3 separate regions of the Mus musculus genome follow, and regions 1 and 2 are each linked to region 3. Evidence: chromatin contacts called from public HiChIP or PLAC-seq and promoter capture Hi-C data. All regions are on one chromosome and are shown on one strand. Each heading gives the region's core, a stretch centred on a gene start, on an enhancer-like site or on the middle of the called end of the contact. The rest is flanking DNA. Distances are from core to core; before and after follow the strand shown.

Evidence for each region. Promoter capture Hi-C pulls out the DNA fragments that hold promoters and counts their contacts. HiChIP or PLAC-seq counts read pairs in DNA pulled down with a chosen protein or histone mark.
Region 1: a contact with region 3 is called in an H3K27ac HiChIP or PLAC-seq map of embryonic stem cells, with 5 times the contacts expected there. The contact joins the promoter of Sh3rf1 here to the promoter of Aadat in region 3. A contact is called at or near these places in 4 of 39 promoter capture datasets (embryonic stem cells, hippocampal neurons, pre-B cells and 1 more), 2 of 484 Hi-C or Micro-C datasets (both in embryonic stem cells) and 4 of 115 datasets of contacts at active chromatin or transcription factors (bone marrow-derived macrophages, embryonic stem cells and pro-B cells).
Region 2: a contact with region 3 is called in a promoter capture Hi-C map of the C10 cell line, with 4 times the contacts expected there. The contact joins the enhancer-like site here to the promoter of Aadat in region 3. A contact is called at or near these places in 4 of 39 promoter capture datasets (the C10 cell line, hippocampal neurons, pre-B cells and 1 more), 1 of 484 Hi-C or Micro-C datasets (embryonic stem cells), 1 of 115 datasets of contacts at active chromatin or transcription factors (embryonic stem cells) and 2 of 9 other capture datasets (adipose tissue and macrophages).

The regions. Positions count from the first base shown.
Region 1 is chr8:61,222,899-61,225,598 of GRCm38.p6, reverse strand. Sh3rf1 (SH3 domain containing ring finger 1) reads right to left here and starts at 1,428. Exons shown (of 12, transcript NM_021506.2): 1 at 1,253-1,428.
Region 2 is chr8:61,202,311-61,205,010 of GRCm38.p6, reverse strand. No RefSeq gene overlaps it. Among named protein-coding and RNA genes, the nearest start is that of Sh3rf1, 21 kb to the left of the region's middle. Within about 2 kb of position 1,405, at least 5 of the 459 cell types and tissues checked have an H3K27ac peak or open chromatin away from gene starts, as enhancers often do.
Region 3 is chr8:60,504,690-60,507,389 of GRCm38.p6, reverse strand. It overlaps Aadat (aminoadipate aminotransferase), which reads right to left and starts at 1,266. Exons shown (of 13, transcript NM_011834.2): 1 at 1,111-1,266; 2 at 133-301. The coding sequence starts at 1,177.

The sequences.
Region 1 (2,700 bases), core at 179-2,678, 720 kb before region 3:
AAGAACTAGCAAGCAATAAACAGGATTTATGAAAAAGCAATAAAAGACCGATATCGGCTGCCTAATGAAGTTCTCAACTTATTGGAGAACCTAAGCAAAACCGACTGGAAGTTTCCTCTATCTAAAACAATACTTTTAAGTCCAACGACCTTCCCAATTTTTAAGCCACCGTTATCATTTAAGAAGCCTTGCCCTGGGTGAATGATCCCAATATTAAATACATATGTGTCTTCCCTGTCTGAGAACAGACAGCTTAATCTTATCTAAGGCCCCCCACCCCCCACCCCCCAGAGCTGATGGTCGGCAATTCTAAAAGATATAGCCAAAACCTGCTTGAAAATAGCTACAAGAAAAATCACCCTTTCCGGCATGGCTGACAAACTCTGAAACAGATTTCTGAACCGCTTGTCTTAATCCCATTCAGAAAAATCTAGTAAAATGTTCACCAAAATTCGACGATGGAATGAATGCTAGGCTTAAAACTCTGGGTACATCTGAAAAACGGCCCCCTCAGGAGAAAGAGTATTTGAAGCCAGTTGGTGCATCGCTGTCCCCACCACCACCACCACCCCAACCAATGTAGATGCCTAGGTGGGGAGGGGGTGAAAGGATTTGGAGGCTACATTAACAGCTGTTCCTGACTAGTCGGTTCTGGGGAGAGCCAGGGTACGCCCCTCTTCCCACGGTGGGGCACAGGTAGCCCCCAACCCCTTGGCGTGGTGCTCGCCACAAACACACCCCAGAGCCAGGTGTCGCCAGCCGGGGACAGAGATGGTCCTAGGAGCTGAGGCTGCGGCCGGGTAGCTCCAGAAACAGGGAATCTCACCCAGCTGCCTCCTCTCAGCCTCCCTTTAGGTCAAATCCAGGACAAAAAAAAAATTGCCCAACACCGATCGGTGGAAGTTTTCAAGGACTTAAAGAAAAATAAAGATGCAGCCTTAAGTTGGCCAAAGTCAGCGCCACTGAGTGCGGCGGGAAGCAGACTAGCGACCCCGCGGGGATGAGCTCAGCGACAGTCCCCGGAGACTGCCACCCCAGAGGCAGAAGGGACCCGGCTGTGTCCGGGGAGAGAGCGGCCCCAAGGCCCGGCAGAGGCTTCGGAAGAGACGAGAGAGGCCGCGGGGCTCGTTCCCGGCAGGTCCCGGAGACCCAAAGGGGAAGCGCGGGGACCGACCCGCGCGCACCACTGGGATGCGGGCGACCACCGGCCACCACCCCGCGCCCGGCGTCTCCGACTCGCCGCGCACCCTACCTCGCGCCTCCGCTGCTCGCCTTTGTTCGCGGCCCCGCAGCGCTGGTAGATGCAGCCCCGCCGAGCCCGCTGCCCGTGTGGCTCGGCCGCCGCGGTGGCACCGGGAGCCTCCTCACGGCCGCCCCCCTCGCGCGCGCTCGCACAGCACGCCGCCGCCGCCGCCTCCCACCCGCCCAGCAAGGAGGGCGGGGGAACGCGACGCCGCCAAGGAGGAGGAGGAGGCGGAGGCAGCGCGCAGCGGGCGCCCGGGGACCGGAGGGACGCACCACAGCGCCGCCCGCCGCTCGGGGACCCGCGCTGGAGCCCCCAGCGGGCGGCAGCTTCGGGGACGCACTTAGCGGGAGGAAGGCTCGGGGACCCGCGCCTTCACGCCCCGAGGACGTGCACCCCGAGCAAATTTGGGCTACCCAGGAGGAGGGCGGTGGGAGTGGCGCCGAGGGACCAGGAAGAGGCTGGGGCAAGGGCGCCCTGCCGGCCTCCGGCTCCGCCTGGCCGGTGCCTGGAGACCGACTCTTCCCGGTGGCCTGGGAAGGGAGTGGCTCTGGCGGGAACCGATCGCGCTTTGCTGGGCGTGCACACTGCCTGGGTGGATATAGAGAGAGCAAAGTGAGACCCCTTAGTTCTGGAGTCCGGGTTAGTGACCACCCTATGGATCCCGGGGCCCGCCTCTTCCACCCAGCAATCAGCCCCCACTGCAGCAGCCAAGGGAGACAAATCCAAGCAAGTTTGGAGAAATGCGGATCCTAAAATTCAGAATGAGAAAGGGAAAAGAAAAAAAAAAAAACTAGAAAAACAGGTGGGAGATTAAAGCCAGTCTTGGGGAGGTTCTTCCTACCTGCCTAAAATGGGGTGAATTCAAAGTCTGACCCAGGTGGGCCGGCGCCTTGAAGCTGGCTAGGGGATACCTCTTTTATCTGCGCCTTGGAGGCAGCCATCATCATCATCTCTGTAATCTGTTTCTGTTGCCCCGGGCACACACCTGTATTCTCTGAAATGTGGGCTTGCAAAAAGGGGTGTCCAAGGGTGTGTGTGTGTGTGTGTGTGTAGGCTTGTTTGTCAAACTTATTTCAGAGACGCGTTAAATGTTGTCAAAGAGTGTGATTCATTTATACTTACTGTCAGTTTACCAAAAGTAACTTCACAAGAGAGATCGTGTATGAAATTCTTGCCAGGCCACCAACCAAGCTGATAAGGAATTGAAAAGGAATCTCGGGTTATCAGTTCATCTCCAACCAGAGCCACAGCTAAGTCATAATAATAAATAGATAAGTGAGTATCATTCAAGTTAAGAAAATAAAATTATAGCAAGTAGCAATCATCAGTCATTTTAAGCCAGGCACCGTACTAAACTCTTAAACGTATTAATTCCATCCTCACAGCAGCTCTCTATGTCATCCTTCCCAGCTTTGTTCTAAAGAGATTAATATGCTGAGACTTAGACTGTATGA
Region 2 (2,700 bases), core at 156-2,655, 700 kb before region 3:
GGAAAGAATTATCAATCTCTTTTCTGAATTAGAATTTAACCCGCTGTCCTCTATAGCTCCAGGCTAACGCTGGCCATCCTGGTCAGCCAGGCTAGTCTCTTTTTTTTTTTTTTTGACTGTAGATCCCATGGGCCAAACTCTCTCTAGTAATCTCAGTTCTAACCTTTGCCTCAAGACATCTCTTGGACCCTCCATCTTTCTGGCCTGGAGCATACCAAGGTGTAGCCCATTCCCATGTTATCCTTTCACAGCATCCATGGCTATAATATCCCCTTTCCCTGCCCTCCCAGGATCATCTGACAATGGTTTCACAATGACTTTGATTGGAGGAAGAGTCACTGATGTCCACATCAAGCAGATGAAAGAAAACAATAGGAAATGTATTGTTGTGTCTATAATCAGATAATCTATAGATTAAGGTGGGAGTTGGGCAATCTTAGTAGTTCTAAAACTGCAGACCTTTAAAAAGTTTTGTTTTCTATTATTTTTAATTGTACGTATATAGCCCTGTGGGGTTTAGGCACATGTGTACAGGTGCTCATGGAGACCAGAATAAGATGCCTCTGAAACTGGAGTTATGGATGGCTGTGAGCCACCATGTGGGTCCTGGCAATAGAACCCATACCCTCTGCAGCAGCAATAAATGCTCTTTGCCACTGAGCCATCCCTTCAGCCCTCTAAAATATTTTTGTATCTACTTTTGAAACAGAGTCTCCCCATGTAGCCCCCCCTGATCTCAAACTCACAATCCTCCTGCCTCAGCCTCTCTAGTTCTAGAATTTCAGACATACACCAGCATACCTAATTCTCATTTGTTTTTTCCCTCTGAAGAAGTATGTGAAGATGTGCTTAAATGAGCAATGGACCAAAACAAGAAAGAGCATGTGGCATCTGAAAATGATTGTGTCAAACCAAATATCTCAGGGCACAGCAGCTCCAGAGTACCCAGCTGGGCAGCTGACCCAGGGAGGAGCCAGGCCAAGCTGGAGCACACAGGTAGAGTTGCAGGAGAGAGTGTTTCAAAGATTAAATGGCATATGTGGGGAAAGTGGATGGATCCAGGAATAAGAAGATAAAAGACAAGCGACCGGAGCCCTCCAGGCCAGCTTCCAGATAAGATGTAATCAGATTGTCCAGGACCCACACCAGGCCCTCACTCAGAATATAACCTATTCAGTTCCAAACTCTGGGTCAAGTTGAAGTTAAACCAGTTTCTGAAAGTTGAGATAAGACTTGTGTAACGGGCCAATCAATAAATCCTGCTCAAATTCGGACCTCTTGGGTTTCAGAAGAGCTCCTTCAAAGCTCGAGAGTCCACTTGCCTACATTCATTTCAGCTAAAGCAAAGCAAAGGAAAACATCCAGTCTAGAGTATAGACATCCTGGGATTGCCACTCTGTGTAAGCAGCAAACTAAGCAAATGAAAGTCAGAGTCTCCTTCTAGGAGATATGAAGTCATCAGCAAGCCACTCCCCCACACCACCCCAAAATTGGAGAAAGAAAAGAAAACCGCCAAGCTCATATCTGTGCAAGAACCAGGATAGGAAAACCTGAGCTATAATTGACAAGCTGCTGGAAGTTCTATGTGAGCAAGTCAGAGCATGAAAGACTCAGGGGAAACTGAGTCCACTCTTGAAGCTCAACAAAGCCAGCACCCTGTGGACCAGAGAAAATCTCCTTGAGCCTCTGTGGGGGAAGGGAAAGAAATATTTCAAAATACCACAAGGGGAGTGGTCTTAGCAAGCCTGCCTTTGGGAAACAGGTCTAGCCAGAGTACAGCAGCTGAGGTTTTGTTAGAGCCTGACTAGCCCATGACAGGGAAATACCCAACTGCAGCCTGCTGTAGCCATCTCCCCCTGCCCAAGGGGCAGGGGAGCTCAGAAGCACACAAGACATTCAAGACTAAGTCCCAGTCATGGAACTGTAGAACGCTTTCCAACCTCATGCCATGCTACCTCATGACCTGATAGCAGTCCTTTTAACCCAGTACATTGATTAAAAATAATTATGATAAATACGAAAGGGCAAAAGCACATGGTGACAAGGCAAAGTAAGCCCAGTGCTAGCTTGGACTACATGGAGTCTTTAAGGCCAGCCTGGGCTACAGAGTAAGACTCAGTCTCAAAAGAAAAGACAGTAACTAAATAAGCCATTTCAAATATGCTAAGGCGCATAGTAGACAAAATAGACGCTGCAGGACTAGATGGGCAATTTAGGCAGAGGTGAGAATCCTAAGAACTAAAATAAGTAGTGGAAACCAAAAGGATTGTAACATTGTAACAAGCGAAGAATGTCTTTGATGGGCTCATTAGCGGACTGAACACAGAGAATGGAAGGAGCTCCGTGCTTGAGGATCTCTCTAAGTCAAAAGATCCCAAACTGAGAAGCAAATGAGGGAAGGGGAGTACTGCAGAGAAGCCCAGAGCAGAGTATCCAGGAGTATACAGATGTTTCAAAGGCTGTGACACACAGGCAACAGGCACACCCGCCCCGAGAATAATGAAAGGAGCAGAGCAGTTATGACTGAGAAATTCCCCCAAATTGATGTCAGACACAAAATTACACATCTGGGAAGCTCAGGGGGCAGGAAGTGGATAAACCCAAACAAGCAGAAAAACTACACCTGGGCATCGTAGCCTTTAGAGTTTAGAACATCAGGAATTGTTGGGTTTTTAAAATCCTTCAAGAAGCCAGGGAGGG
Region 3 (2,700 bases), core at 17-2,516:
TTAATATTTTAAAGTCTTCTCCCAACTTCCCCAGTCATTGTACACCCCATTAACAAAAGATCTCAGTCACATCATCAATGGCATTTAAAAATGAACCAATAGAATTCTACCGTCTATTGGTCACTTACTTACCCATAGCTTGGAGAGTATTGGAGGGCCCTTTTGATCAAGTCGTCTTCAAACCGGATGGTGCTTCCGTTTTCCACAGTGAAGGCAGCTGACTTAAAGGGGAACATGCTCGGGTTTGGAGATCCAGGAGCCAGGGAGATGAGGGTTTTTGGTGCTTTGCTCAGTATGTCCGCTATGATAAACACAAAAAGAAGAAAAAAAATGTGTCCACCGTCCTGTGGTCTGAACATTAATGTCCCTGACCAAGTCCTATACTCGACTCTAGTACTTGATATGCTATATTAAAGATGGGATTAGATCATTAAAAACTCTGCCGTCAGAAATGGAATTAGTGTTCTTACAGAAGAGACCGAGCTGCAGCGAGAAGCATCATTTATTTGGATTTGTCCTCACTGGGTACCTGATGTTGGGCATGGCAGTCTCCAGAGCCGACAGAACATTCTTGCTGTTTATTAAATTACCACTCCTCTCCTCTAGTCTGACAAAGCAGCATACTGGGCTAAGACTGAATGCTAGTCTGAAATAAATACAAAGTAAATTTTTCTAGACTTTCTCACTGGGGGAGGAATCCAAGAATGCAGATGGCGAAGAAAAATGGAGAGGGCCCCAGCAGCAGAAGGCCTTTTTCCCTGTTGCCCAATACCTGTGTGTGTCCCAACTCCACCTCTGGGTCCCATTCCCCAGTCCTTTAAGAGCCTTTCTCTACAGCTGGCTTGAAAGATGTGCCTCATGCTTGGCCCTTTGGCTCATCTCCAACACCTCAGCAAAAATACTCACTGCCTTGCCTTGCCTTCCAAGCCAAGCTCTTAGTGAACAAAAGTTAAATAACTCCTCCTTCACTAATGCTCACAGGTTGTCTTCACACTTGAATGAATGGGCACAAACCCTAGCGGTGAGCGCCAAAACAGGGCACCATGCAGAGCTTCCGCTAAGAAAACTCCACTCTTGCAGAGCAGGGAGGGCTCTGGCTTTGTTTTTCACCTGTAGTTCTGATGGGAGATGGCTTTCTGGCCAGGCTCGTTGCAGTGAGGAACCGTGAGTAATTCATGTCTCTGCTGGTCGCGTGGAGCAGGATTCAGAAAGCCAGTCACTCGGGATGCACTGTTAGCTGTCCCTGTGTAGTGCCACCCAATCTGCCTGCCTACCGGCTGCGGTAGGTGTCTGAGATCTAAATAGACCCGGGTCAGGAGGCAGAAGGGACAAAGTCCATCCACAGAGGGGCAGTGGCTGACCCGGGTGCCCTCTCCCGCCCCGCCGGCCGGCCTATGGCAGCTGACCACAGGCAGCCCAAGTCACTGGTCAGGGATGGGCTTGGAGAGACGAAAACCGCTAGGCCCTGCTGTGATGCACGATAACAACAGGGATCGGTGCCCGAATTCACATAAACGCAGCGTGGATTCTTGACCTTGCTGCTCAGAGTCTCGCAACTGCTCAGAGCCTCGCAGCACAGCTTTGCTATTGGCCAGCCCCCCAAACCCTCCCCTTCAGATCTTTGAAATGAGCCTCTGGAAGCTGATGGTATCTCAGGATCCTGGTCCTTTAGTACCCTCTGGTGGTAGTTTTATTCCATTGCAGCAGGCATTATAATAGGTGCTTAGCCTTGTTTCTCAGTATCAAGGTGTCTGTCTCTCTGTCTCTCCCTGTCTCTCTCTATCTCTCTGTCCCTTTCTGTCTCTCTTTCCCTTCCCTCTCTCACCCCCACCCCCCAAATCTTCAAGGGGACCCAGATGAATTCAGGTAACTTTACAAAGTAGAAGCCCGGTAGAGTAAGTGGGGATAGTTACTCCCAACCCCAAATTTGAAGACTAAATCTGCAGTCTCCTCGATTCTCAGCCTCTTCTCCCACTGAGTTCCAAAGCTTCCACTGTGTAAGTGCTCGGTTGAAAGTGTGTTGGGTATGGTGAAGATAAAGCGATTATCGAGTATGAAATTACCTGGTTGATGACCATACAAAGAGAAACTGTCTTAAGTTCACAGTTATTTAAAGGAGGGAGCGGTGAATGAATCGCTCAAGGAGTACTTTTGGAAGCTGAGGTGCCTGGGCCATATAGTGAGTGAATTCCAAAATTAATAAAGAACAGCTGAAAACTCAGGGTTCAAGCTTGTCCCTGGGAACAGGACATCTCATGACGTTTGAGGTGTCAGCTTTATTTGACCACTGTAGCTTAAACTAGCTGTGTCAGGCAAGGACTTTGCATCCAAGAGGATGGTCCTCGGGCTGGCAAGAGGGGCTTTGGAGTTATAACCATTCTGACTCTAAAAATAATACGTGCCACAGATAGCCTGACTTCTCAGTGTTGGAGGCCAGCCTCTTCCTGCACTCGTACACTCTGAAGACAGAGCACGAGGCATAGACTCTAAGACCATCAAATCATGAAATAAAGATTCTTTAAAAAAAAAAAAGCTTGCTGCGTTTTCTATGCAGACTTTTCTGTGTTTTAGTTAAGTTTAAATATTGTCTTGATAAAACACCATGACCAAGGCAACTTAGAAAACATTCGATTCAGTGTCCACTGTTCTGCTGGGTTAGATTCTTTGGCCATCATGGCAGGGAGCATGGCAGCAGGCAGT